2 separate regions of the Sus scrofa genome follow, and region 2 is linked to region 1. Evidence: chromatin contacts called from public Hi-C data. All regions are on one chromosome and are shown on one strand. The core of a region is the stretch at or near the end of the contact, and the rest is flanking DNA. Distances in the headings are between cores, read along the strand shown.

What was found. A called contact is a pair of places that touch in the nucleus more often than the background predicts.
Region 2: a Hi-C map of brain shows a contact between it and region 1, with 7 times the contacts expected there. The contact joins two enhancer-like sites. A contact is called at or near these places in 1 of 5 promoter capture datasets (fetal skeletal muscle), 16 of 47 Hi-C or Micro-C datasets (brain, embryonic fibroblasts, epiblast stem cells and 10 more) and 2 of 2 datasets of contacts at active chromatin or transcription factors (alveolar macrophages and skeletal muscle).

What each region holds. Positions count from the first base shown.
Region 1 is chr16:68,744,433-68,752,097 of Sscrofa11.1, reverse strand. All of the region lies in intron 8 of GALNT10 (polypeptide N-acetylgalactosaminyltransferase 10), which reads left to right. Among named protein-coding and RNA genes, the nearest start is that of SAP30L, 38 kb to the right of the region's middle. Within about 2 kb of position 3,762, at least 7 of the 83 cell types and tissues checked have an H3K27ac peak or open chromatin away from gene starts, as enhancers often do. A contact at or near this core is called in brain, where this site is marked.
Region 2 is chr16:68,949,839-68,957,418 of Sscrofa11.1, reverse strand. The region is part of intron 2 of GALNT10 (polypeptide N-acetylgalactosaminyltransferase 10); the gene reads left to right. Among named protein-coding and RNA genes, the nearest start is that of GALNT10, 79 kb to the left of the region's middle. Within about 2 kb of position 2,693, at least 12 of the 83 cell types and tissues checked have an H3K27ac peak or open chromatin away from gene starts, as enhancers often do. A contact at or near this core is called in brain, where this site is marked.

The sequences.
Region 1 (7,665 bases), core at 2,513-5,012:
AGTCTGTTTTGTCTATATGAGTATTGCTACTCCAGCTTTCTTTTGATTCCTGTTCGCATGGAATATTTTCTTCCATCCTCTCACTTTGAATTTGTATTTGTCCCTAGAAGTGAAGTGGGTTTCTTGAAGACAGCATATATATGGGTGTTGTTTTTGTAGCCATTCAGCCAGTCTATGTCTTTTGATTGGGATGTTTAGTCCATTAACACTTAAGGTAATTATTGATATGTATGTTCTCATTGCCATTTTATTAATTGCTTTGGATTTGTTTGTGTTGCTCTTTTTTATTTCCTTCTTCTCTTGTTCTTTCCTATTGTGGTTTGATGACTATTGTTAGTGTTGTATTTCAGTTGATTTTTCTTGCTTGTTTGTGTGCCAATTGTAGATTTTTGGTTTTTAGTTATTCTGAAGTTTTGATATAAGATTATATATATATATATATATATATATATATATATATATATATATATATATATATGATATTGTTTTAAGTTGTTGTTCTCTTAGTTGCAAGTGCATCTCCAGTGTCCTGCATTTGTACCCACCTCTTCTCATGATTTCTGATTCTGGTGGCATAATTGTGGGTGGATGATTTCGTATCTTTACTGTATATATACCTTTACTGGTGAGCCTTGTCATTTGTGGTATTTTTGTTTCCTGTTGCAGCCTTTTCTTTTCTGCCTATTGAAGTTCCTTTAGTGTTGGTTGTAAAGCTGGTTTAGTGTTGCTGAATTCTCTCAGCTTTTGCTTATCTGTGAAGCTTTTGATTTCTCCTTCAAATCTGAATGAGAGCCTTGCTGGGCAAAATAATCTTGGTTGGAGGTTTTTTCCTTTCATCACATGAAGTATATCATGTCACTCCCTTCTGGTCTGCAGAGTTTCTGCTGAAAAATCTGCCGATAACCTTATCGGGGTTCCGTTGTATGTTACTTGTTTCTTTTCCCTAGCTACTTTCAAGATTTTATCTTTGTCTTTAATTTTGGTCAGTTTGATTAATATGTGTCCTGGTGTATTCCTCCTTGGGTTTATTTTATATGGTGCTCGTTGTGCTTCCTGGATTGGAGTGAGTGGCTCCTTCCCATGTTAGGGAAGTTTTCGGTTATAATCTCTTGGAATATTTTTTCTGTCTCCTTCTCTCTCTCTTTTCTCCTTCTGGCACCCCTATAATACAGATGTTGGTGCATTTAACATTGTCCCAGAGTTCTCTGAGACTCTCTTCATTTGTTTTCAATCTTTTTTCTCTTTTCTGTTCTGCATCTGTCATTTTCCACTAATCTGTCCTCCACCTCACTTATTCGTTCTTCTGCCTCCTGTGTTCTGCTGTTGGCTGCTTCTAATGAATTTTTTATTTCAATTACTGTATTTTGCATCTCTTCTTGTTTAAGTTTTATATCTTGTATCTCTTTGCTCAGTGTTTCCTGTAAGTTACCCATCTTTGCCTCCAGTTTATCTCCAATGTCTTGCATCATCTTCAGCATCAACAGTCTAAAGTCTTTTTCCTGGAGGCTGAGAATCTCCCGATCACTTAGCTGATTTTCTGGGGTATTTTCTTTCTCCCTCATCTGAGTTATAGTTCTCTGTCTTTTCATTTTTATAGGTTTTTGATGTGGTGACGTTTTTACAGACAATGGAGTTGTAGCCTCTCTTACTTCTGGTGCCTGCCCTCCTTGTGGCTGAAGTTGGTATGGGGGCTTGCTGTAGGCTTCCTAATGGGAGGGACTGATGCCTGCCCACTGGTAGGTGAAGCTGATACCTGTCCCTCTGGTGGGTGGGTCTTTGTTTCCAGATGAGATTAGAGGTGGCTGTGTGCCTGGGGGTTCTTTAGGTAGCCTGTTTACTGATAGACGGGGCTGTGATCCCACCTGGATTGTTGTTTGGCCTGGGGCTTCTTAGTGCTGATAGGTGGGGCCAGATTTTCCCAAAATGGCCACCTCCAGAGAAAGGCATGCTGATGAATATTCCCAAGAGCTTTGCTTCCAATGTCCTTCCCCCACAACAAGCCACATTCACCCCTGTTTTCCCAGAAGGTCCTCCAAGAACTGCAGTCAGGTTTGACCCAGATTCCAATGAAGACTTTGCTTTGCCCCGGGACCCGGTGCACGTGAAAGTCTGTGTGCACCTTTTAAGAATGGGGTCTCTGTTTCCCCCAGTCCCGTGGAGCTCCTGCGTGCAAGCCCCCTGGCCTTCAATGCCAGATGCTCCAGGGGCTCTTTCTCCCAGTGCCAGATCCCCAGGTGTGGGGATTTGATGTGAGGCTCAGAACCCTCACTCCTGTAGATGAGTTTCTATGAACCAGTTAGTTTCCAGTCTGTGGGGCTTCCCACCCAGGAGGTATGGGGTTGCTTATATCACATAATCGCCCCTCTTACCTCTTGATGTGGCCTCCTCTTTGTCTTCTGGAGTAGGATATCTTTTTGAAACTTTCTGGTCCACTTGGTTGAAGATTGCTCAGCATTTAGTTGTATATTTTGTTTTTAAGAGAGAAGTTGAGCTCCAGTCCTTCTATTCTGCCATCTTAATCCCATCCCCTACCAGCTGTCATTTACTGAGCATTCGAGTGCAGTAACTTCTGGGTCCCTTTGCCCCCCATTTTATAAATGAGCAATCTGAGGCTTGGGTCAGATCACTTCCCAATGCCACATCGTTGGAATAGGGATTTCAGCCTTGCTTTCTGACTTCAGACTGAGCTGTGCCCTGATGTCCTCTGACCCATGGTGCCATGAAACCGTCTCATCCTTTGGGGCATCAGGGGTGGGAGATGACATTGTGGCTGTCTCTTTCTACTGATGTGTTTCTGTAACATAGAATGCATTCATCATCAATATCTAGCAGGTCTCCAGTCAGGAGAAAAATTAAGATTTTCTTTAAGAATAAGGAGAAACTCATTTTTTCAGGCCTCCCAGCCAGCCCCTCCCCACATACACCCCCAATGCTTTGTTTGGGCCAGTTGCATTTTCAGGAATGAGAGTCCCCATAAGTGAGGGTGTACAGAAAGGGGAGTCATGGTGAGGTGTCCCCTGGGGGGTGGGGGACGGAGCCCCCTAACTATGGGGTCTACTCCAGGAGGCAGAAGCAGCAGCCTGACGCCCTCGGAGAGAGAGATGGAGCCATGTGGCAGGCGCGCATGAGCAAGGAAGTGACAGGAAGTCACACGAGGGGACGAGGGATAGCCTTAATCCCAGAGGGAAACCCAGCACATCTGAGTAGAGGCAGGAGCCTTGGGGGTGAGTGGGTTTGTTTTGTTTGACACTGATAGCGATACCAAGGCCAGTGCAGTCCCAGACAGCCTTGAGCAGGTTGAAAAAAAAGAGAAAAAACTCAAATTTATCTTCCTTGAAACTCATAGGCTGTATGAAAAGAAGGTAGGGCAATGCCCCAGAAACTAATGAGGGGTCATGTTGTGACCCAAGGCCTGAGTGCTTAGGTGGCAGGGCCAGGATCCCGCAGCCGGAAGGTTGCAGAGCCGGGGCTAAATCCCAGATGTCCCAACTCTAAGCCTAGTGCTTATCTTGTTGCACATGGAAGAAGGGGGCAGAGAGAGGCCACTGCTCCAGGAGGGCCCAAGAGGTCAGGACCAGCCCTGAGGGGTTAAGTTGCCACCCAGCGGTCCCCCTTGCAAGTGCCAGCCTGGCATCGCCTCTCCCCATCCCTTCCACGGCCCCCTCTGACTCAGACCAGCTGCAGCTCACTGCCGGGAACCGGGCTAGCTCCTTCCTTTGCTGGGTTATCCGAGGATGCTGAGAACTTGCTCTGCTGCATGCAGCATTTTCCTCCCAGCCACATGTACCCAGACTTTCCAGGAGCTGTCTGCCAGGAACAGGGGAGGCATTCTGCTCCTGACTTTGAGCAGCCATTTGAAATTCTGTGAGTGTCTCTGTGGGCACCTGCCCCTCCCACCATTCCTCCGGGAAGTCGACTCCGAGGCCCAAGGGTTGCCTGTGGTATGTGGCTCACTAGCCAGCCACATATCCATCTCTTCCTGCCACAGTCCTTCATCACTAAAAACGGCGATAATAATTTCTTCACAGGTTTGTGGTAAAACCTGAATGGGATGAAGTGTTTGCCTTGGAGACAGGCAGAAAGAAGGCAGTCAGTAAGTGGTAGCTGTTTAGATCAGAACCTTCGTGTTAAAAAAGAAGGCAGAACTCAGAGTTGCCATCATGGCTCAGTGGTTAACAAACCTGACTAGTATCCATGAGGATGCGGGTTAGATCCCTGGCCTCGCTCAGTGGGTTAAGGATCCGGCATTGCCGTGAGCTGTGGTGCAGGGTACAGACGCGGCTTAGATCCTGTGTTGCTGTGGCTGAGGCGTAGGCCGGCAGCTATAGCTCCGTATTTGACCCATAGCCTGACCCATAGGCTGCAAGTGCAGACCTAAAAAGCAAAAAAAGGAGGGGGGAAGGGCAGAACAGCATAGGGTAGAATACATTGGCTTTGGAATCAAACCACCTGGGTTCAGGTGCAAGCTTTATCAGCTAATCACTGTGTAACTTTGGGAAAGTGACTTAACCTCTCTGGACTTGTGCATCTGTAAAACAGCAATAGAATGATCCCTGCTTCATAGTGTGAGTATTAGCATGGTGCTAATCAAAATGTGTTAAAAGCTTAGCTCAGCGCCTGGCACATTATAAATAATCAATTACAGTAGCTATTAATGTTGGCATCGTGGTCCATGTGTTTAGGCTACGACTGCAGGAAGCCAGGAGTGAAGGAGCTTTGAGGCTCAAAAGACAGAGGCCAGAGACCTTGGCTCCGGGCCCAGCTCTGGAATGAACTTGCAGTGAGGCCTTGGACAGCTCACTTGCCCTTTCTGCTGAACCTTTATGTCTTCATTGAAAGGACACTAATAACCCCATACTCACAGGGCTGTCTAGAGACACAGTGTGAACTGCAAGGCACCATTATCGAGTCACTAATCCAGGATGAACTGGTTCTCCTCTCCCAGCATGGTCCCCCGCCCAGCAGCATCACCTGGGAACTTGTTAGAAATGCACGTTCTCAGACCCCCCCCCAGACCAGCTGAGTCAGACATCCTCTGGGTGGGGCCCAGCAGTCTGGTTCACAAGCTCTCTGGGTGATCCTGAGCACACTCGAGATGGAAGACCGTGGTAGGTGAGGTCTTGTACAGATGGGTGCCTGGGCCCAGGGGTGGAAAGACAGAGTAATAGGGAGGTTGGTTGGCAGGTTGGCCCAAAGGCCCCAGCACCTTCACCCCACTTTCGAGGTTCTGTATCATTGGATCCACCCATGGCTGTCAGCTTCTATTCCATCTCTTCCAACAGGGTTTTAGAGCAAGGCTGGCACGACCAGGCCACGTGTGAGTGAATGAATGAATGCTTGTCCTGGGCTGCATTTTTTATGGAAGGAAAAGCACATGTGCCCAGCAGAGCAGAAGCCTAGGTGCACTGCGGCTGGCCCTCAGCAGCACCCACACAGGGCACCCAGGGGGTGTGGAGGGGGTCTGGGCTGACTGGAGCCTTGACTGTAAGCCCAGGATGACCCTTTGTTCTGCAGACAGTACGAGTGCCGGGAGGACTTTGTGGAAAACCATGATAGGGTCAGGACCAGGCTTTAGAAAGATGAAACCAGGAAGGTGTCATTGCAGAACTGCCGACGTCTGGGGGCCCCAACCCAGATTCCACTCGGCTCTGCCACCTGCAAGCTGAGGAGCCCTGCGCAAGGCACTGGCTCTCATTAGGCCTCGCTTTCCTCATGTGGAAGGCATGCTGGTTACCGCCCCACACTGGGTGGTTGTAAGATTGCCTGTTTCACATATGACCTAAAACCTAACATATCCTGCAACTTTACTAAATTCATTTAATCCAGGAAGAAACCCTAATGTAAGGCAGCCACCCCCCATTTTTTTCCAAGTTGACCATAAACACTTCAGGATATTGCTGAAACAGTCAGGTATTTAATGTATTAATTTAGATACACACATCCGTAAAGCCATATTGTATAAAATAATAATATACCAGAAGTAAGTTTAAGCGACTTTTTAAACTAAAATAAAATTGGGATTTTTTTTGTCTCCTCTTTTACCAGCCTTACCCAGTAACCACAGTAAGCATCTAAAACTAACATGAGTGAGGTCCTCTGAGGCTGGCAGGACTTCCTGAAACAGTATCTTGTTGTTCAGAACAAATATATCTAAATAATCTGAACTTCTGGAAGACAGGGGCCCAGGCATTCCTTCCTTTCTGGGAACTGTGGGGCAAATACACATGTGATGCCCACCACCGTGTGTCCAGGTCACAGCATCCAGATTCTCAGAGTCCTCTGTGCTTCAGACTTGCCAGCCTCATCACAACCCTGGGAGGTAGGCACAAATAATTCATCCTGTTCTGCAGATGAGGAAACCAAGGCTTTTTCAGATTCCCAAAGCTCACGGAAGAGCCAGAGCCGAGCTCACCATGGCTACCCTGTGTTCTTCCTAAGAATACAGGCAAGGCGGAATAGCGGGTGATGGTTATTCTGTTGATGCTGCAGCTCCCAAGCACCACTGAATAGGGTCTGGACTTCATTGGGCTCCTCGGCCGAGCAGCCAGCAGCAAAAGTCAGGGCTGGCTGGCGGCTCCTCTCCACCAGGAGAGTGCCCACCCATTCCTGACTGGTTCCCAGGCAGCTGTTTCCTGGAGAGAGAGGTTTTGCCCCAGCCCCTGCTTGCTCGCAGTCCCCTCAGCAAGACGGGCCCCTCTGCCGTGCTCTCTCCCCAGGTCCCGTGGTGTCCTCCTGGCGGTGCTCATCACCACTCGTTCTTTCCTCCTTAGTTTAGGAGATGAGAGCAAGTGATTGTCTTTTATAGACACTGTAATGAGGCCTGTCATCACACAAAAGAAGTTTGCTAATAAGGTAAATCAAAGCAGCAGTGAAAATGAATGGGGAGCAAGCTTTTGCAATTAGATTTGTGCTTGTCTAGTGGCAAGGGGCTTCCAGGGAAGACTGTTCCACAGGAGGAAACGGCCCCAAGAAACAAGCTGGCAGGCTGTTGGGAAGCTCTTTATGATGGAACAAGGCTCCCCGAGTAGGCAACTGCATCCCCCCCACGTCCCCCCACCCCGTGGAAAGGGCATGGAGGGGGGAGGAAGGGAAGAAAGCTGACAGCAGAGAGAGGCTGCAAAGATGTCGTCTCCGTGGTCTGTGTTTGTCTCCATCCAGATATGATGGGGTCCTGGCCCATTGTGCTTCTGGCTGCTACCAGCTCTGTAACTCCCTTCTCTCTGCCACCAGCTGGGCTCTTCTCATGCTGGTATATTACTGGGTGAAAGGGGCACACCCCTGAGCAGCCAGGTCCCGTGACTGTGCCCGCCTGCCTGGCCTGTCATTCTCCTGGTCACTTGTAGATTCTGCCACCAAGTTAGAAGAACTGCATCATCTCTCTGAGCCTCACTTCCTTCAGTTGGGAAGTTGGGTCGTAGGATAAAAACCACGAGAGTCTTGGGCAAAAGGGCAGCTATATCATTTCAAGGTGGTGGTATTTCTTATCCTTTGGCAAATTGAAATGACTAACATTCATCAGGTTTGCTATGGCCGGGCTTCAGGCTAAGTGCTCCTCACAGGTTGTCTCATGCCATCTTGGCAGCCTTGCAAGGTAGCAGTGACTATCTCCCCTGGGTCACAAGGCTGCAGGGGTGGCGTTGAGAATGGACAGCAGCATCTGCTCAT
Region 2 (7,580 bases), core at 1,444-3,943, 210 kb before region 1:
AACTCATGGTATGACCTCAGGGAAGTGGTTTAACCTCTCTGGGCCTTAGATTCTCCATCTGTGAGGTAAGCGCTCAGATTCAGAAGGAAAAGGTTAATGTGTATCATAAGTGCTTCCGCTCTCCGGGCCAGCGACTGCATTGCTAATTGGTCTCTTTCCCACAAAGGCCAGACTTGACCTCAGACTCTTTCTCTACACTGCTACTCAAGGGGAGTCCGTGGCATGTTGCATCTCACTTGCAGTGTAGGGAATAGATACTTTGTTAGGATTTTCCAACTCCAGCACCTTGGGGTTTGTTCAGGAGCTTGTATTGGAAAGGCCTGGATAGTTGAAGTGTGTTTATTTATTTATTTAGTCTTTTTAGGGCCACATCTGAGGCATATGGAAGTTTCCAGGCTAGGGGTCGAATCAAAGCTGCAGCTGCCAGCCTATGTCACAGCTACAGCAACACCAGATCTGAGCCGCATCTGTGACCTACACCAGAGCTCACAGCAATGCCAGATCCTTAATCCACTGAGTGAGGCCAGCGATTGGAACCCGAAGTCCTCATGGATACTAGTCGGGTTTGTTGCCACTTAGCCACAATGAGAACTCCCAGAAGTGTGTTTAAACAGGCCTCTGTATCTACCTTGTGATGAGACCTCTATTTAGAGAGGTGTTTGTACTGCAGGGCCTTCTTCTAAGTCTAAGGATGTTCAGCCTTTAATCTGTTGGTTCCAGTGACACGATAACAAATAATAGAATCAGAAATGAGAAAGCAAAGGCCCATTTAAAGGATAACCATCTCACTTGCTAATTGTACCTTGTCCGCGGTCTGCTCTTACACAGAGATGGCATCAGGATCTCATCACTAAAAAGCACCCTGAGGCAAACTTGGCAGCCAGAAGCGTGTCCAGTGGCGGCTAAAAGCTCATGATGGTGTCTGCAGTAGGCTCTGTATTTTGCATACATCTGACCATATCCCATATATGTGTCAGTGCCAGTAAAGGAAGAGCTGATGCCCCCAGGGAGGATTTAAATAAGAATCTTGCTTCCCAGAGAACTGCTGTCCACATGCACAGCGGGGTGGGGAAACGAGGTCGCCTGTACCTGCCCGAGTTCCTGTGGCTGAGGAGTGTATCACTTCTTCCTCTCCCGGGAATGTCTTAGAGTAGGAACCACATCCTCTTCTAGCAAATAGCATAAGCCTTGGTACTTGGAAGATAGTCAGAAGGTGTTTGGGGAGTGATCCATATGTGTCAGAGCGGGAAGGGTGCTTGAGAAGTCACCTAAGTCCAAGCCCCTCATATAGTAGTTATGGAAAGTGAGGCTCAGGTGAGGGGAGATGAATTCTCAGAGGGTTGCAGACTCAAGCGCAGTTCTTCTCCAAGTTCTTGCTCTGGTTCATCACGTGTATCCCCCTGCCCCCATATTCTAATATTTGACCCTTCTTATGGTTGTATCCCTCAAGAGCCAAGATGATCACGTCAGGTTTTGGAGGCCAGTATTTATCAAGACCGATTATCTGCTGGAACTTATCAGGCTTTTTTGCACATCTATTTTTGTCAATTTACTTCCTGAATTTTTATCGTTTTATGGCAAGTAAAATGGATTCCATTTTAAGGTGGCAATGGAATCCAGCAGGGGAATAGAGGAATTAAAAGGATGCATCACATGTGGCACCATTACTGTCCCCCACTTGCTCCTGGTGGCAGACAGAGCCCATCTGAGTTTAAGAGCCATCTCAGGTTCTGCCAGTTGCAGTTAACAGAATGAATTACGCCACATGCAGTGAAATGAGTAAGAGACTGTATTAGCTCCTGTAATTGCAATGGACTTCAGATGTGTTACAATCCAGAGGTTCATGTGATAGATTGAGCCCCAAGGTAGGAAAAAAAGGGTTGTAACTCTTTCTGACCTCATAGTCACACCCAGAGGAGCAAGTCTATCTCTTTTGGTAGCTTCTTTATAAGAGAGAGGAAACTTCTTTCCTATAAACTCTAGCAAGCCTTCTTAGGTGTTACTGGGCCAATTTGGAGCAGATGTGCTCTCTGAACCACGAAAGCTTGTCAGGAGGATGAACTATGCTGATTTGAACCACCCCACCCTGGAGCTAGGGGTGGGGTCAGGCCTTCCAAATTGTGGAGCAGCTTCCCAGAGAAAAATCTGGATGCTCTTGTGGGAAACAGGGGAAATGAAACCTAGGGATGAAGCCAACAAATAGCCGCTCCGGAATCCTGCTGGCACCGTGTCCCAGGCAGTCGCTGTGGGGGCATCAGATCTGTCCTGGAGACAAAACCTCTTTGCCACCCTGTACTCTGTGGGCCTCAGGGTTCTCCTGGGAAAGCTCAGGCACGAAGGCTTCCAGCACAGAGTAAGGAGAGGGTTAAGATGAAGAGCGGATAAAAGCTGCTTTTATTGAATCTCACTTATGAGTTTTGCTGCCACCTTCTTTTCCCCTCACAGGCGTCCTGTGAGCTGCCCCTCTCCCTCCCGCCCCCACTCCCACACATTAAAAGGCAGTTCATTGAAAAATTTTCTCAAGCTGAAAAAGAACTTCTGTCTCTTCAGCTTCGACTTTTTTCCTGCCTGGCCCTTCTTAGCTGGAGGAGGCGGAGTGTTCATACTTTGGAAGCTAGAGGAAGCTAAACAATTCCACTTGCTGTGGTGGGTGGGTGTGTATTTATGAGTGTGTAGCTTTCTCTCCATGTGTTTCTCTTCTCCCTTTTCTTATCTTTGGATGGTTCCTGTTTGCTGCCCTCTGCTGAGTATAGATAGGAGAAGGAAGGGAGAAAAGCAGGCCCATTTCTTCTTTCCCTTTGGTTTTGAGAGAATTCTGAGCTTCAGATGCCGAAATGTCTTTGGTTTTCTCAGATGATGTAAGCCGCAGTATGAAATGACACAAGAAAGATGATCGTGAAGATGATCATGTTAACGATAGTAAAGCAGCTGCCATTTACTTATCATTTATGCTGCCAGGCTTTGGACTAATAAGCCCTTTACCTGCATGTCCGGTTAAATACTCACAATTATAAACAGGTGGGAACCCGAGGGCGAGGGGGCTCACAGGTGCGGGTACTTGCCCGGGGATGCTCAGCCTGTGGTTGTGGAGCTGGTGTTCTAGCCTGTGAGTCTCTGACTCAACGCCTCGGCAGGACAAAGCCCTGCATCCCCCCCCCCCCGCCTCTTCTCCTCTCCTGCAGGGCCAACGTGGGAACCCTGATGATATCTGTGCAGAGGGGAGAGACCATTGCTCTTAAGACTGAACTTCCTCAGTGGCCGATGAAGAGCCCACAAGGTTACTCGGTGACCTTGAAGAGGAACCTCTGCCCTACCCACTACTGAAGCCCCCCTTGGCAAAGGGGCTCCTCAGTCCCCCTAGATTGACACCCTGTGGGGCAGCATGTGGGGCTCTAGCTTTGGAGCTGCACTGCCCGACTCCGATGCCTAGCCTTGGGCACGCCCTTGACCTCCATGCAGGAATTCCTGGCCTGTAAAACGAGGATAATGTTAACTATACTGAGGTGGGGGGTGAGTTCTGAAGGCTGGATGTGTCGCTGTGGGTGGAGCCCTGAGCATGAGGCTTGGTCCAGAAGGGGTCAGGGAGTGGTGGGGCAGCTCATGGGCCATGCCTGGCTTCGAGGAGGCATCTGTTCTTCTGGCCTCCCTGCGGCAGAGGTAGGGAGGGATGCCTGTGTCATCATTGCTCTTTGGTAGGTGGGTGGCCTCGTGCACAGGCTTTGGCAGCAGAGAAGGACCAGACATGTCTCATTATTAGGGGTGGAGGAGGGGTGCACATGCAGGCTGCTCTTTGTACCCCACTCCCTGACTCTTTGGATCTGAAGCAGTCATTGGGGTGCCCAGCCATTTCCTCCCCTGGGAGAGAACCCAGACCCTCTGCATCCTTCTAGGCAATATTCTTTGATTCCTCCAGGAAGTGTTCTTCGGTCACTCCAGCCCCCAGGGGTCGCTCACCCACCTTAGTTCCCCTGCTCCTCGGCCTTCTCCTCTGCCCACTTAGACCAGGAAGTGGTCTTCCTGCCAGTCCAGGAAGGTGTGGACTTGTCTTTCTGCTTCGTCCCTCCCTGCCTCTGTCCTTGTGTCCGTGCGTGCGTGTGAGCCTCTGGGCCTCCACACATGCTGCTCCCTTGCTGCTGACACCTTTCTTCCTGCCACCTCGCCCCTAAGCCTGACTCACCCCTGCTTGGGGAGCCTTATGGAAATGTATCATGCACTGTAGTCATCATTTTTGACCTGTCCATGCAGGAGCAAACCTCGATCTCATCACCCTCTCTTAATTGTCCAAAGTATTTGCTGAGGGAATGAAGAAGCAGGCGAATGAGTGAGTGACTGGTAAGTGGGTTCTTGGTGACTCCTGGCCAGTGCAGGAAGTCTGGAATCCTTCTTGTGGAATCTCAGGGTGCTTCAGCATCTTTCAGGAGCCTGTTAACAGGGATCCTCCATGGAGACTGCTTGAGTCTAGGGTGGCCACCTATCCAGCAAATCCTACTGAGTGCAGCAGGTAACTCTTCTCTCCGTCCACCTCCCTGCTTGTCAGCACCCCAGGAGGCAGATGTCGCCTTCTCCAGGTGCACCCCCCCAGGAGCATTTTGCACGCCTATTCCTGGGGAGTGCTTTTATTTGCAGTTTCCCTGAGTTGCAAGCCAGCGGTCCCCAGGGGAACTCTGTGGTGCCTGTTAGTAGTGGCACCATATCAAATGTAAACAGCTCAGAATCCGGGATTGGCATCTGAGTTGGGCAGTGCACTTTGCAAATCCCTCTGCAGTGGGCCCCAGGGACTCTCTGGGGCTCAGCAGCTTTGTTTTCTGCTGGCACATGTGAGCTGTTGCCTTTCCAGGCTGGGTGCTCTGCCTTCCTGCTGTGGGGACAAGGGTGAGGTGCCTGGAAGTGTGTGTGGAGGTGCTGCACTAAGGGCCTTCTTGGGAAGGGGTTACATTAGGAAAACCCTGCGAGCTTTTCCCTTGAGCTGGACCGAGTGTGCAACTGACAGCCAGCATCCCCAGTTCCCAGGCCCAGCTCTGCCTTCTCCTAAAATGGGCACCATCAGCACTCTTTCATCGTGTTGTAGTGATGTTTATGTCCCACTAAAGATGAGACAACTAAGAGGCAGAGAGGATCCATGACATATCCAGGGCCACACAGCTGGGAGGTGATGGGAACAGGACTCCAGCCCAGGGGTCTCCCTCCAGCAGACCAGAGCTCACAGCCCTAGGCCTCCTCCTACTGTCTTACCACCCACTGGCCCTGACCTTCGGTGAGTGCACCCTCTTCCCTGGATGGGAGGAGACCACAGCGGGAGGATATTGCTGAGGGCCTCAGGAGCCTGATTCTTGTATCCATTGTGCTGGTTCTGGAAAGCTCTTCCACGAGCCAAATGCTCCAGCCAGGATTCTAGCAGGCCCCACAGGCCACCTGGGGGCCTCCTAAGAGCCCAGTTAACCACAGTTGTGCGTTTGGGTGGGTCTCCCACTGGTTACACTTGTTGGCCTCCTGGAGGAGGTGTTGCTGAGCAGAGGGGGCTGGTGGGACATGGGAGGAAAGAGGTTTCTTAAAGGGAACAGGTTGGAAACATCTGGCAGGGGAGTGTGTGTGAAAATTACTTCCTGCTGCTCAAGCACATTGTATGTGCTCAACTGAAAACTGTTATTCTGCATGTTTCCTCCTGAGTATTGATCAGAGTCAGCTGCTGACAGTTAAAATGTGTATGTGTGCTCATCTATTTGTGAAATAACCAGTTTCTAAATTTGGCATCCAACTTCAGTGAAAAGTTAGTGACTCTTTTGGGGGCACCAGGGGCTATAATTTGAATTCCTGATAATTTTGTTGATAATAAACCTTAATGTTATCTTCCTGCAGAGGACTTCTTTCATTATTTTATTTGACCTATGTATTACTTAAAACAAAAACAAAAACAAAAAACCTTATATGTGTACCTTAAATGGAGATTGCAGCCTGGCAACCTGTGGACTGTATGTAGCCCAGAACTATGTTTTGTGTGGTTTACCCACTGTGGGCCCGTAGATGATTGGGTGTCTCTTTTAAAATATTAGTAAGTTGTCAGTACCTAAACAATGGAACCTAAACATTGAAATATTTCACATTTATTTATTTTTTGGCCATGCCTGAGGCATGCAGAAGTTCCTGGACCAGGGATCGAACCCATGCCGCATCTGTTATCAGAGCCACAGCAGTGACAATGCCAGATCCTTAACCTGCTGAGCCACGAGGGAACTGTGGACTATTTCACATTTTAAAAAATTATCTTTTCTGGCTTTTGGGGAAAAAATGGAACAGTTTAGCAGCTGGGCCTGGGTTATAGCATCGCAAAACATGACTGGATCTGGGTAGCAGCCTGGCAACCTGCGGAGTCTAGAGACAGACTCCGGCTCTTCAGTTGGCCATGGCCCCAGCCGCATCCTGTGGTCTCAAACTTGGGTTCCTCACCTTCCCATGTAACTGCTGGCCTGTGGGGACACTTGGGAACTTTGTTTTATAACCCGTGTCCAATTTGTTCTCTTCATCTCATGATGGAGGCAGAGTGGGGTTTATGGCCCCCACTTTACGGATGAGACGACTGAGGTTGGAAGAGCATAAATGACATTGACTAGTTACAGAGCCAGTGAGCTGAGGCTAGTCCTTCTGACTATAAGCCTAATGGACTTTGCAGTGGGGGAAAAAAGTGGAAATAGAAAGTAGAAGCCGTAGGCTCTTGAACAGATTCATTGAAGTTTGTATCTGGATGAGTTTTGCTCTGTCTGAGCCTGCAAACCATTTGCCTTGCCTCTCTGTCTCTGGGGATTCTGAATTGAGGGCCACCCTAATATAGTTTGTTCCAGCTGTGTCAGGGGCTGCTGCAGGTTTGTTAGAAATGATGTGAGCACAGAGTCTTCTTTGTTTTCTGCCTGTGCCTCTTGGCAAGTTGGGGAACCCCAGTATGTACATTCTTGTTATTGGGGAGTGTTAGAAGTCTGTGAAATGAGAGGAAAGACGGCTTTCCCAGCAGAAATGGCACATGCCTTTGGCAGCGGGTGTTAGAGGCATCCGGAGGCATTTCTGGAAAAGAGCCTGTGTGAGGCAGTTCAGGCACACAGCTACCCAGGTCTCTGAGTCCAGGGCCCTTTGCCAGGGCAGGCGTGGCTGCGGCTCCGTCTCCCACCTCAGGACCCTTCCCTTAGAAGTTCCAGGTGGCTCCGGATGTGGCAGCGGGACGTGGGGACGGGCCACAGTCGGTGTGGCACCGGGTCCCGGGCTGAGAGTCCCGTCTCTCTTTGCACACTGGCTCCACAGTGGTAAAAATAACCACCATTAATCGTTGCACTCTTGTCGAGCACTGCGCTCTGTGCCCATTGCATTTCTGCATGTTGTAAGCGCTCTTACTGTGGTTGTTTTGGAGGTGGGAGAAATGGGGCTGGGGAATGTTAAGTAACTTCTCAGGTCTGCCGAGGAAGTAGGTGGGGGGACTCAGATTTCTCAAAACTTGCTTCACTGACTCTTAACTATGATGTTTTATTGACGCCTGAAGCAAGTCATTTAACCTCCCTTGGCCTCCATGTCCTCACCTTCAAAGTGGGGATTCTGCT